Linked DNA regions of Gossypium arboreum: region 1 is linked to region 2. The links are chromatin contacts, called in public Hi-C maps. All regions are on one chromosome and are shown on one strand. Each heading gives the region's core, a stretch centred on a gene start, on an enhancer-like site or on the middle of the called end of the contact. The rest is flanking DNA. Distances are from core to core; before and after follow the strand shown. Region 1 holds the start of LOC108483646. Region 2 holds the start of LOC108480162 (60S ribosomal protein L6-1-like).

What was found. A called contact is a pair of places that touch in the nucleus more often than the background predicts.
Region 1: a contact with region 2 is called in a Hi-C map of leaf, with 2.9 times the contacts expected there. The contact joins the promoter of LOC108483646 here to the promoter of LOC108480162 in region 2. A contact is called at or near these places in 2 of 5 Hi-C or Micro-C datasets (both in leaf).

The regions. Positions count from the first base shown.
Region 1 is chr1:67,084,968-67,092,058 of ASM2569848v2, reverse strand. LOC108483646 reads right to left here and starts at 4,582. Exons shown (of 8, transcript XM_053028921.1): 1 at 3,966-4,582; 2 at 1,813-1,953; 3 at 740-1,120; 4 at 382-486. The coding sequence starts at 4,448.
Region 2 is chr1:66,928,726-66,936,192 of ASM2569848v2, reverse strand. LOC108480162 (60S ribosomal protein L6-1-like) reads left to right here and starts at 6,057. Exons shown (of 5, transcript XM_053028912.1): 1 at 6,057-6,379; 2 at 6,480-6,586; 3 at 7,275-7,456. The coding sequence starts at 6,123.

The DNA of each region.
Region 1 (7,091 bases), core at 3,333-5,832, 160 kb before region 2:
AGATTACTCACGGGTGAAGGGAAGATTAAAGGAAAGATAGACCAGAGCCCTATACTAAAAGGAAAAACATAAGGAATCGAACAGTAAGGTGCTTGATCACCTTTTGATTGAGTCTCATTGGTAAAAAAGAAACAATTGGGTAACTTCTTTAACAGTGATGGACATTTTCCAGTCAGTGGAACAGTGAATAAGAATAACACTAAAGAAGAAACATCAAAACAAATCTCACCAGAGATATGTTCAACAATTCAAATACCAATACCATGTAAAAAGAGGAAAACAAATCTGTATCCAAAATCTTTATTATAGTAGAAGAGAATGTTTCCACTGGTTCCAAAATTAATGCAATGCAAATAGCTAACAGCACAAAGGCAATGATACCTTGCCAACAGCTCCAAGAACTATAGTAGCATCTGAGCATCCATAAATAATGGCATATCTCAAAGGTGCTAAAATGTAAATAGTTGAATCATGGCAATTAATAACCTGAAATTATAAAGTCATGTGAAGTTAGAGGATTTTTATGCCAAAAAGTACATAAATATCAAATAATCATCATGAAATTAATAAAAGTTGTTGGAATAATTGGATACCAAACAATAATTATTGGAACCTTCAATTTTGAGGAAAGGTGCATGCTAAGTTATGCAAACAACTTTCAGGGATTGTTAAAGTACACAGCAAATACCCCATGAAAAAATTCAGGTTTCATGAAATCACAATGCAAACATAACCTAACCTTTACGGAAGAGCTATTAAGATCAGATGCCTGCTTTACATAAGATGATTTAGAGACTCCCTCAACAAAACACGGACTCCTCGCACTAAGTGAGGCTTTGGCAGAACTTGGAGTAGCATCAGCCATAGCAACATCCTGGTCAGAGCCACTAGGAGAACCGTTTTCTTTTGCAGAAACTTTTTCAGTAATAGACTCCAAAGAAGAAGCTATAGTCTGCAGAAGCCAATCATGAACTTGTGATACTGGAACAGGTGCAGCAGGCATGTCTGGATCTGAATTAGCAAAAAATGGAGCAGCTTGGCTTAAAGGAACTACTTCTGATCCCTTATCACCAAACTGAATCAGGAAACCAAGGTGCTCAAACCCTTCCATAGTTAAAACCTGAAGGAACAGTACTTAAAATGAGCAAAGCCATAGAAGCAAATAACAAGCACAAAAAGAACGGAAATGCAGTAAGATACACAACACTGAGAAGGACCAATCAAGAATACATAGTAAGATAGGACAGTCTGATAACAAAGAGGAAGAACAAAGAGAAGCAACAAAGAAAAATATTACAATGTTTTAGTCATGCAAATGAGGCCCTCAATTTTCTTGCATCATAAAAACAAGTTGAGCACTAAAATAAACCAATGTTTTAGTGCAAACCATTCTTAATGCAAACTAGGCCTCTTGCCAAGTTATGAGTAAGACAATCTAGGTAATGCCTTCAAAAACTAGAACATAAACCACGTAAGGACATTGTATAAACAGCCAGATTTACATCCCAGCTCAATACTGTTATACATGAATGTTTGACTCTACTAAGTGCAACCACTAAAATTATTCTACCATGTTTTCACCTTTTGTCCTCTGACATGCTGAATTATAAAATTGCATTCACATATGAACTACAAAGATAGCAATAATTAAAATGCAACAAAAGATCATTGTGAAACTGAAAAAGAAACTGTAATCCTCGAGTGATACTTCAACTGGCTCAGTTTTGATTGTATTGAGAAATACAAAACAAAAACCCACAAGATTAAAAAGAACACGCCAAACTACATACGGCAAGAAGCAGTACTACAAACCAGAGACTCTTCACTTTCCCCCTCCACATGCTCTGACAGAAGAGAGAGAATATTAGCCAAGTGCTTTTGTAGATAGGACAGCTGGTGGACCTCTTCATCAGCCTGTGATGGCATAAATCGGCGGCTGTTGCTGCGGACAAGCTACAAAGAGAAGAACCAGACAGTAAGTCTTAAGTGTGTATCACCACAAATTAAGAGTCTAAAGCCATTAACTTTGAACAGCAAATAGATCTATAACCATAACAAATATTAACAGAATGGTGACATCCATATTAATGAGATAAATAGCTGGATATATCGTTTAACAAATGCTCCCATTATCTGAAATACTAATAATAATCTTCCCAGACACGGTACCAGCTAAATTAGTCATATATTATAGAAATCTTAAAGCAGCAGGGAGATGGAAAAAATAAAAACATGAACAATCAAACTAAGCAATTCAAAACACTGCATCTCTATTCATTACGTTTGTACCCAGGGCCCATCTCATCTTCTTAGGCTTAAAAGTGCAACAATACATTCCGTAGAACTAAAAATAAGAAAACAAACAGTATAACCAAATACAGCAGACTATAATTTTAAACTTATGCTCCCTCTTGGTTTTCACTTCTGCTACTTGCTTTTTTCTTTCTAATGATCTATTTGGGTTTGGCTAAATTAATGATTATTTGTGTCCAACACCCATCCCAACTTCCTAAGGTTAAATGCAACAATGTTTTGGATGAAGAATTAAATTAAGAAAACAAACAGTACAACCAAACACAATGAATACTATAATTTTAAACTTATGCTTCCTTTTATTTATCACTTTTGCAGATTTCTTTTTCTTTTCTAATGGTCTATTTGGGTTTTCTTTTCTTTTCTTTTTTCCTTTTTTTTTTTTTTTTTTTTTTTGCCTTTAGCTGAATGATTTATGATCTATTTGGTTGTTATTTTATGATTACGACTTATTTTCCTCTATTTGCCTTTCACCTCCTAAAAGTTAGTATTAAAAAAAAGTAAATAATTGAGCAACTTAATAATTTATTAAAAATGAATATAACTAAAATGCAACGCCAACATATAATTTTCTACATAAAGGCATACTCATGCAGTTTACTTACAAAATCAATTTTACTTTAACTTTTTTTTTTTAAGTGTAACAAGTACAATCAAGGTACAAATACATGTCCAAGTAACCACAAGCATCAAACTATTACAACGGACTACCCAAGGTACCACAAAGTAGAATCGAACCATTGCAGCACAAATAGACTAAGAACTAGTACAATCCATACTAAAGCTAAGAAACTAGACTAAAACTCACACATGACAACTGCACATGATGGGAAACTCACACATGACAACTGCACATGATGGGACTCAGACACCATGCATAAAATTATACGAAAGCTAAGAAACTCGACTAAAACTCACACGACAACTGCACAGATGGGACTCAAACACCTACGCATATAATTACGCATGGTAAGTCTCAAACCTGGGACCCAAGGCCTCCGCCTTTACCATTTGGGCCAAGGCCTCATTGGGAATTGTATTTTAACTTTAATTTATTAAAATTGTTGTTTTTATAAATGCATTGTTCAAGAAGTATGCATTGCACATCCTTTTTGCTTCAAAAAGCAAGCGACAAAAACATCAACCAAATGGAATTTTACAAAAAATTAAAACAAAATCCTATTTTATCAATAAAAAAAATAATGGTAAAATGTTAAGCAAACTCACACATAATTGTTCCATATAAACATATATCACGCATTGTTGGCATCTGAAAGTTAAATTAATACTTCAAAAATATTATTGCCTTTAGTTTACTAAGAGATTTTGCATCCTATTTCCAAAACCAAACATAGCCTCAGTTATCTAAAAGATTAAATCCTCGAAGACATCTTTCCGTTAGTCAAAACAGAATCACATTTGTTCTTTCCCAATGCCGAGCAAGAGTCAACTTTTCGCGAATTTCATAAGCCCACAGCATCAAAGGCGTTTATTTTCCTAAAAGTAACCATCAATCTACCATAATTGTATAAACGACATTGAAATTAAATCAATAACCACCTAAGTTCCAATAACCACAAATTCAATTAAAAAAAACACATTTCACCAAAAAAGAAAAAAAAAAAGGGATAGCGAAGGGTCAGGCTCCTTACCTGCAAAGGCGAAAGGGCCGACAAGTAACCATCGAATGCTGACATGGAAGGCCAGACATCGGCAACCGCAGCGGAGTCCTTGTGCGAGCGCGGCAAAAGCCTCTTATACGATTGAATATACAAAAACAGGATCAGATCACGCAAATCGGCACCAATGGAGTCGACATCATCCGGCAGGGCGGTTACGAGCGGGTCGGGTTCCGAGTGGAGGACAGAAGCGAGAGTTTCAAGGACGAGACGCGAATGGTCGAATGAGATCTGTAGCAATTCAGCGAGGGCCGCCGAGTCGACTCGTTCAGTTGAGGGGGATGCGAATTTTTGCTTTAGAGGGGTTAGTGCTTGGACGGGGTCGTTGAATATGAGCTTCTGGATTGTTAGGAGACCGTGCTCGAAAGGCTCGCGTCGCGGGTGTAAGATAGCGGTCGGTATTGGAATCGAATTCGGGTCGCTCGATGACGTTGATGGTTCTATGGGGTCGGCCATCGCTTTGATTTAAGATAGGCTTTTTTTGCTAATGAAAAAAATGAAATAGAAGAGTTTTGTTCTGCAGATCTTCGAGCAATGAATGATGTTGTTGAAGGGGAAGAGTGAGTGGTTGGGTGCGGTTAGGTGGGATCGGGTATGGTGGAACCGCTGACGTGGCTGGATTTACTGGGATGTAACGTTAGTAGAGGCAATCAGATATTTAGGTCAAATTTTATAGAAAGGTCCTTTTATTATGCATTTTGTTAGATTTAGTCCTTCTATTATAATTGGATTATATCTAATCTCTTTGGTTTTTTTTTTAATATATATTTTCAATCCTGAAATATTTTTTCCATTAATTATGTCAAAAAGTTTGATATGGTTTTTCAAACATGCGGTAATGTATCCTTAATATTTTTATATAGTTCGATAAATTTTAGGGTAAATTATACCATTAGTCACTAAATTATGAATAAATTTTTATTTTGATCACTTAATTAAAAACTATAATTTGATCATTAAATTATTCAAAAGTTTTCATTTAAGTCAATTGAAATTGTTAAAATCGATATTATATGATTTTTTTATTTACATTATCTATACAAATCAAAAGCTCTCTCTTTCTTGTCTTCTATAGTTCAGCTTTTTTCATGAAATAGCTTTAGACGTCACGAATCTGTAAACAAAAATTCAAACAACTATTATTCTTCTCGTCAATGAGTGTTGATCCATCATATCAATTGTCAAATCATTACTTGGAACTCAAACTTTTTTAAAAAAAATAACATAATTGCCAAATAACTTAAGTAAGAACTTTTAATAGTTCAATTACTTAAATAGAATTTTTTGAATAATTTAGTGATCAAATTATAACTTTTTAATTAAGTGACAAAAAAATACTTATCCATAATTTAATGACTATTGGTGTAATTAATACTGAAATTTATACATAATTTCCTCTTTTTATTTTTTTTTAGATTATAATAAAAAAAGTATATGTCACATGTTTAAAAATAAATTATGCCAAATTATTTAAAGAAATTGATGAAATAAATTAGTCTAAAACCATAAATGTACATATTAAAAATTAAAAAAATACAAATGATTAATTCTAGTGGAGGGATTAAATAAATGATCGTATAGTACAAAGACCATACATATAATATGACCAATTACTTACACTTGTTATACCCCTGCCTGGGTACCTACTACGGCTCTCATGCATGTACATCCTGCACGATGTAAAGAGTTTCCTCGCGATGCCATCAAACACAACCATCATATTAAATCTAATTTCATTATTATTCTCTTCACCAATTATAAAGTTCGTCACAACAAGATATATCTAAATTACACATAAATTTATATTTAAATTAGACTCTACTAATAAAACAATCATACAATACGAGACTATTCAAGCTTTTTTTCACTTATAAATAATTCTTTTTTCCGAAATCAGGATTACAAAACGAAATTTGCAACTTAAATTTTACTCAAATATCACTTCAAAACCTTTAAAACCCTCATCATTAGTGGTTCTCCACACCACCTACAATGTTGATGGTGCACGAAAAATTGACATATTTATGTGTTTTATTTTAATAAATTTTTAGACATGATGCTACTAATTTTTACGTTTATTTTTAATTTCTATGTGGATGTAATATAAATCTAAAATGTGAAGAATAAATAAAAATATAGAGTCACTTGGAAGATTTGGATATAAGAGTAGCAATTTGACCTGCAATGCTTTTTAGATTTTAAGAAAATTTTATTTTATTTAAATATTATTTATAAAAATATTAATTAGGAATTTAATCGAATTAAATTTTATCCCTTATATTTTATTTAAATAAATATTTAATTTACCTTTAAGAAATTGTATAGGGGTATACCACTAGAAATTAATTTCACTGAAAATTGGAGGGGAAGGGTGGTTCCATGTTTTGGCTTTGGAAAGAAAAACAAAATTCAATTTCTTTCTTTAATTTGCTTGCGCCATTGATCCCGTTACTCTTTTTTTTTTATATATATATTATGAGTAATTAGATTATATTTTAGTTAAAGGTAGATCAAATTTTAAATGGGTTGTGTCTTGAGTAAAATTTTCTTTCTCGAACTTGGCTCGGCCTGAATCAACCCAAGCTTTCTCTTTTGTTGTTGTTTTGCTGCCATCTTGCTATTGTATTGTTTCTATTTTGTTGTTATTATTTGAATATTGTATAGCTCTTTTTTGTGTCTATTTTAGAGGTATTTATTTACTAAGTTGCAATTATCTTATTGTTATTTAAGTATAAACACTTTTTTCATTTATTTTCAATTTGTTGGGAAATATTTATTTTAATATTTTTAGTGTATTTGATGTATTATATTTTTAAATTTGTTTTATATAAAAATAATAATCTAAAAAAATTAATACTGACGGGATTTAACATTTTTAATTTGGGTCGAGCCTGGACAAAATTTTAGGGCCATTTTTCGGGTCGGGCCTGAGCTTAGAAAATGAGCATAAATTTTTGCATTGGCCTGGCCCGAATCGGTCAACCCATGATCAAGTCTAGTTGTGAGATCAAAAATCATACTTAACCTTTTTCGTTTGAATATTTGTTTTTTTCCGTTTTAAGAGATAGATAGGATCATCTCATAATATTGTTTTTAGCA
Region 2 (7,467 bases), core at 4,808-7,307:
TGGTATGTGGTAAGAATGCAAATGAATGAGTTATGTCTATGAGAATGATTTTCTATGATGACCTTGTGATTATAGGTTTATATTTATGACGTAAAAATATATGGTGAATTCGATTGAGAATCATGTGTAAGGCTGTTAGGCCAAATTGAATTGAGACACGATGTGCTTATTCTTTTAATGTTGTGATTCAATGAATAATGAAATGAGAGAAAGACTGGTATAAAAGCCTAATAAAAATGGATATGAAAGTATGGATAGCTAAGAGTTTTAGACCATTGAAGGATGTTAAGCTATATGAATTGGGAAATATGAATGTACATAATTAATACGCACTTTTATTATGAATGCTGAAATGATTTGTCAAATGTTGAAGTGTTTTATTATGAGAGTTTATGTTTGCTTAACTAATGTCAAGACAGGATAAATGTATGTTTATAGATTAAAAGATGGGTATTGCAATTGATTAATGTGTAACCACGAGAACATATTGATGAAATTGGTAAATGCATGTAAATGATTCGCTTATTATTTTTATACGGACTTACTAAGCTATATAGCTTAGCCCATTTTCTTTCTCACCTCTTATAGGTTTATTCAGCTAGCTCGGGTTAGAGATCGTCAAAGATTCTGTCACACTATCATGCTATTATGTTGGGTAAATGAATGCAAACCTTTGAGTCTATGGCATGTATAGGGACTTAGTCATTTTGTGTATGTGTCATTATGATATGGCCAAATGTATTGGCTTGTAATGAATAAGGATTTGATTTGGTATGTAGCCATATAAAGTGGCTTATTTTGGCTAATGGGTTGCAAGCATATTAATTACCCATATGCCTATGTCAATTTCATTATGTTATGTGGTTTATAATGGTATGTTAATGAAAGTTAGTACAAGGGAATCATAAAAGAGTAAAATTAGCATTAAAATAGTTTTGGATAGCAACAGTAGTACATCTTTGAAAAATCACCAAAAATTGTGGAAATTGAATTAGTGGTTGAATTGTGAAATTAAAGCTTATTGAGTCTAGTTTTATATAGAAAGAACGGTGCAAGCAAAAGAATTTCATTTTATGAGATATTTGAATTTTTGTGAGACAAGGTCAGAATGATTTCAGGTTCCCCTATTCTAACTTTGGAAAATTATTAAAAATTGTATAAAAATAATTGAGGGTTTAAATTTATATTTTTATTTTTTTAATAAGTCTAATTTCAATAAAAACAAACGAGAACATCATCTGAATCCCGTATTAAGAGATAATTAATTTTTAGTGAAGAAAGGTCGAAACTGTCAAACAGCAGAACAGGGACGAATTTGAAGAATTAACTGTACTTATTGGCTAAACCATAAATTCTGTAAATTTTATGGTAGGAAGATATTTGAGTCTAGTTTTGAAAAATCAAGCGGATCTTAATTTAGAATTCTATAGCTCAAGATATAAATAATTTAGTAACTGTGACTCAAGTGGACAGTTTTGTTATCAATATTAAATAATTGTTTTGATATGTTTAAGCCTTGATTATGGTTGTGTTGGTAGCTTAATTGTGCCACGTTAAGTTCCATTGAAAGTGTGTATGTGAGTGTGCAAATAAGGGTGGCAAATCGCTTGGTAAATAGCCATTTTCTTGGCCACACGGGCAGAGACACGGCTGTGTGTCTCAGTCTGTGAAGGATACAGCCCCGAGACACGAGCGCGTGTGACCCCAAATTGTGCATGATGTCATAAATAAAGAGTTCCCCGGGCTGAGGACATGGGCGTGTCCCAAGCCACACAGGCGTGTGTATGACCACACGGCCTACCCACACGAGCGTGTGACTCTATAAAGTATGAAAATTTTTTAAGTATAGTAAAAGTTCCAAAAGTTTTCGGTTTAGTCCCAAACCACTCCCAACTATATTTTGGGCCTCGTGGGCCCATATAATAGACGATATTCATGTGATTGGATGAATTTGATTTGGTCCAAATTTTATGACCTGGTTTTGTATGAATGTTTATGTTTAAGTTCGGTAACGCCTCGAACCCTATCTCGGCATCAGATACAGGTAAGGAGTGTTACAGAAGTTGATTGCCATTTTATTCATAAGGAGATATAAAATGCGAATATTGAAACATTTCATGTGCGTTCTTCTCTCCAGCTTGCTGATATTTTCACTAAAGCTTTGGGCACAGACTAATTTCAGTTTCTTCTTGGCAAGTTGGGCATTTCGAATCTTCATGCTCCAACTTGAGGGAGGCATTGAAGAAATTTTAGACAAATCAGTGCAACAATTAAAGGAATGATAATCTAGGATCTTTAGCTATATTAGTGTGATTAAAGGAATCGTATTCTAAGATCTTTAGCTATATTAGTGGATGTATTTTTGGTATTTACTCTGTATAGGAAATCTTGATTTGTACAGATATAGAAGTTTATTTCTAGTAGGAATCTTGGATCCATATATACATGTTTAAGGTCAATGAGAATAATGGACATCTTTTTTATCCTAATATTTCTGTTTTCTTCATACATGCCTCAAAGCCATTATATTTTAATAATTTTTTTTTTTTTGGTTTCAATTTTCCTATTTAATATTTCTAACAGGATTATTATGCTTCACCTTCTTGGTGCTTCTCAATAGTTGTACTTTTTCCTCCAGCGAGAGATTCGGTTACTGATTGCTTGTATTTTTCCCCTCTTACATTTTTTAGTCTAAATTTGATGTCCAAAAAAGCTTTTAAACTTTTTGGATGAGAATTGAAACATGAAACAGATCTTATGGAACTATACTATGTTCTAACTTTGGTCTTTCAACTTTTCAATGATCTAGGAACCCATTATTGAAAATACACTCAATCGTGTCGATGTTATTGCAAAAATAATTATTTGGTTATTGGTTTGTTGATGCATCAATGTTTATTTTTCCCTAAACATCTAATAAAATATGAGTAATGAGCAAAGGACAATAAAATTCAATCCATTTAACTAATTTTGCCTACATTTGTTTTGAATTTCTTTTAAATGTGGATGTAGATAGTTTCGATAAATACTTAATTTGTCTTAAATAATTCTATTTATGATAAAATTTATATTATAAATTATACAATATTAAATTTAAAATAACTAACAATTGTTTTTTATGAATAAACTACCTTATAAATTTTATAATATTAAATTAAGAATAAATAATGCAAAATGAGATAAAGCTTCATGGAGTTGTGTACGGTGATTAAAAATAAAATCAACATCTAAGGAAATGTAAGTTTTCAACATCTATAGAAGAACCACCAAATAATTAGTTCTAGTAACTCTTGCTTTTTTTCTCCAATATTTTTAATGGAGTTAAGTAATAATGTATCTACTTTGTATCAAATAATTATTCATTTACAAATACGAGTATAGAAGTGGCTTTTAATACATTGATTGTGGATTAAGTTCATAAATAATGTCCAGTCTTGTTTGAAGTAGTGGTTAAATTTTTTTCTAACTTCTAGATGTTACAGGTTCAAATCCTATCATCCTTCTTTCACCAATATTGTAATGATGGAAAAAAAATCATAAATAACGTTAATTTTAGGCGTGAAATTACCAAGGGGGTGAATTGGTATTTTAAAAATCTTTACAAATTATTCCAAATTAAAAGAGAAAAAGAGAATTGCTTGGAAAAATCGATTTATAGTAGTTTGACTCCAATTCCCTACATTCACTACCTTGGTAACCAATGATTTCTCAATTCACTATAAGAATTGATATCTTTCAAGGAGAAGGTATAACATTTACAATTCTATATTTTTCTCAAAGCTTAGATAGAACATTTCCCCTAACTTTTATGGTTAAACTAGAACCCTCTTTAGTTTTTATGACTCAACTAAAGTAATCCTAATTTACAATTGGTGACAAGATGAATAAAGAATAATGGCAGCCTCTATGAAGGTAGATGTTTACAAGTATGAGCTATACATACAAATATATGTGAATGATAAAAGATTTGACACTAAGCTCCTAAAGAATATTTACAAGAGAAAATGAAAGAATGAAGATTTGAAAAATTTTCTAGTCATCGTTTAGCTTTAATGTTGCTCTCTATAGTCTTCAAGTGTTATTGACTTGAATATATATCCTCTAACCAATTTTTAACGTTTGAAGCCATTGGAAGGAGTTTCTAACCATTAGAAGAATTAATCTTGAGCATTTAATACAAATTATAGAGTCAAGTCTCAATACTTAAAGGACATGTATCAAGACTTGGTTGAAAAATAACCATTAAAAATCTTGAGGTCTCAATACCTAACAACAAGTCTCAAGACTTGAGGAGTAAGTCTCGATACTTAAGCCAATAAGTTTCAAGACTATATTGCTCTCAAAAGGCCTATGCTTACTATTCTATAAGTCTTGATACTCGCAGTGCTAAGCCTCGAGACTTGGCACATAAGTATCATACTATACCTTTGTCAAAATGCTTGTTTGAAATTGGTTGGGAGATATTGAGAATTTGAGGACTATGTCTCAATACTTGACCTGAGAAATGCATTTTAATGCTTAGAAACAATTTTGAAAGGTGTTGGAGTTGTTCAAAAATATTTGTGAATTATTTAAGTCATTTGAGAATATTATTTTTTAAGTTTGAAACACTTGAAAATAAATTATACACATTTGATTGAATTTTGAAATTTTTTTTGGAAAATCGAAGCTAACATATAAGAATTTATCATATGTTTCAAATTAAATGTAAAGATCCATTACTATTTGAATGACGTTGAGAATTTTATCTGAGATAAACTTTCAAATTACACAATAAATTCAATTTGCAATGCAATACTAAAATTTTGGTTTGTTTTAATTATATATATGAAATTTTAATTCATTTTCACTTACTAGTGACATTAAGCAAAAAGATTAATTCATTTTCATCTTTGGCTAAATATTATTTTTGTACTTTAAATAATGAGAGGAGTCTAGTTCAAGGAAAGTAAAATTCATTTTGTAATAGGATTATAATACAAAATTTATAGAGCAGAATGTCAAATATGTTACATTACCTTATTTGGATAATTTAGTTGAAGTATAGGATTCAAGTGTTTGTTTGACAAATTGTAAGATTATCTAAAACACATATTACTAAATAGACTTGTTATAGAATTTGTTTTTTTTTAACAAATTTAGTTTTTAATATTTTTAGTCTCAATTCTCATAAAATTACGAATCATTGTAATTCTTATTTTGTATTACAATTTATATATTAATGAGTAACTATATGATGTTAAAGTAAATATATAATTATTAATTATAATAATTCATAAAAATGATTGTATCATCAATCATATTAAAATAATTAATATACTAATAAATAAATCATCACAATAAATATAATATAACGTCTACTATTCCATTGTTAAGAAAAAAAAGGAATTTTTATTTTTAATTAGACTTGTTTTTTCGAGAAAAAGATTAAAGTGATTAAAACAATAAAAATAAAGGATAAATTGATCTAAAATTTAAAATTACACTTATAAACTAAAATTATTTAAAAAAAAAAGAGTTTTAATGAGATTGAACCTTATATAAGGATATCTTTATACTAATTGAGCATTACGAGGTGATTGGAATGGTTAGGAATGAAGCTAGTAGCATACGAGTATACAGTAGTTGATAAAAATCAAAGTTAAACATGTAATTACACGAAATCAAAACATATGTATTTGAATAAGAAAATGTACAAACTTGAAAATTATTCTAACTATTATCGGGTAAAGTTAATTAATCCATTTTAAAAATCAAATATTAATTATCGGAAACCGGCCTCGCCGTTTTTGCTCAGTCGGTAGATAGCATGGCTTTTAACCATGTGGTCGTGCGTTCGATTCCCACAGACGGCGTCTATTTTTTTGTTATTCCACTGCTCATTTTCGGCTGGTTATTTGGGCTTTCATTACTTTTGTTCTCGAAAACGGGAAAAGAATGTCTTTACGTCCAAAAAAATTGGGCCATTATTTTGGATTGGATCATGCAATCAAGCCCAAACCCGAAAGTCAGTTGGAAACTGAATTCACCATAAAAAGCCCTAATCACTTGGAGTCAATGAATGCATCGTTTAGACGCCTCACTGAACATCAGCATCAGAGCGTAAGGGTTTAGAGAAGAATATGGCGGCCAAAAGGAAGACCCCCGTCAAGTCCCGAAACCCAGATCTCATTCGTGGCGTCGGCAAGTATTCCAGGTCTAAGATGTACCACAAGCGTGGCCTTTGGGCCATCAAGGCAAAAAACGGCGGCTTTTTCCCCCGCCATGACCCCAAACCTAAGGTCCCCGCCTCCGCCGAGAAACCCCCCAAGTTTTACCCTGCTGAGGATGTCAAGAAGCCCCTTCTCAACAAGCGCAAGCCTAAACCCACCAAGCTCAGGTTCTTCTCTCTAATCATTATTTATTTGTTTTGTAGATATTTTAGAAGTTGCTACTTTCTTAATGTTGGATCATTTTTTTGGGGGGTTTAATTTGTTTAGAGCAAGCATTACGCCTGGGACGGTGCTGATTTTGTTGGCTGGTAGATTTATGGGGAAGAGAGTTGTTTTCTTAAAGCAACTTCCTTCTGGGCTTCTTTTGGTTACTGGTAACCATTTTTATCCTCTAACTTTTGTTTCATTTGCTGAATGTTTATTTGGAATTTGTTTTATGGAATGATATTATAGATACTAGACCCATATCTGAAAATTTTATTTTAACAAATTTCATAAAATGATATAACAACCCAAGTATGCCAAAGTTGAATTATTAAAAATTATCATGTTTTGGCTTCAAATTTCTTTATCTGCAAATATGTTTCTAGAATCTGTATGAAAAAGACAAATTGTCCTCAAAATAATCTCTATTCTTCTTAAAATAAGAGAGTTGAGACCCGGTTGAAGAGTACCACAGACTCGGTAAAAATGTACACCCTTGTGTTTGAGAAAGTTTCAAATCATGCTTAACTCTACTATTTTTTTTTTTAATAATGTCAATATCTGTAGTATGGACTCTGAATGCTTGAACTGATGTTTTTTCTATTGCTGTATTTTGGCTTTGGTTCTACTTCTACTTATATGTTAGATTCTATCATAATATATCCTGTTTAACATTCAATGGTCTGGTGTTTAAGTGCTGCGATCGTGAAATCATAACCTGAGATTTACTTGTATGCTAACTGTTTTGGTATCTATGTTTGCCTCTCCTGGCTTAAGGAGGAGGCTCGGTTATCATTACTTGTTGGTTGTTTGAATTTCATGCTTTGCTCATATGTGGGGAACTTGTTTTCATTGTAGGACCGTTCAAGATTAATGGCGTTCCTTTAAGGCGTGTGAACCAATCCTATGTCATTGCGACTTCCACTAAGGTTGACATCTCCGGAGTTAACGTAGAGAAGTTTGATGATAAGTACTTTGCCAAGGAAGTAGACAAGAAAAAGAAGAAGAGCGAAGGGGAGTTTTTTGAAGCTGAAAAAGAGGTTAGTTATAT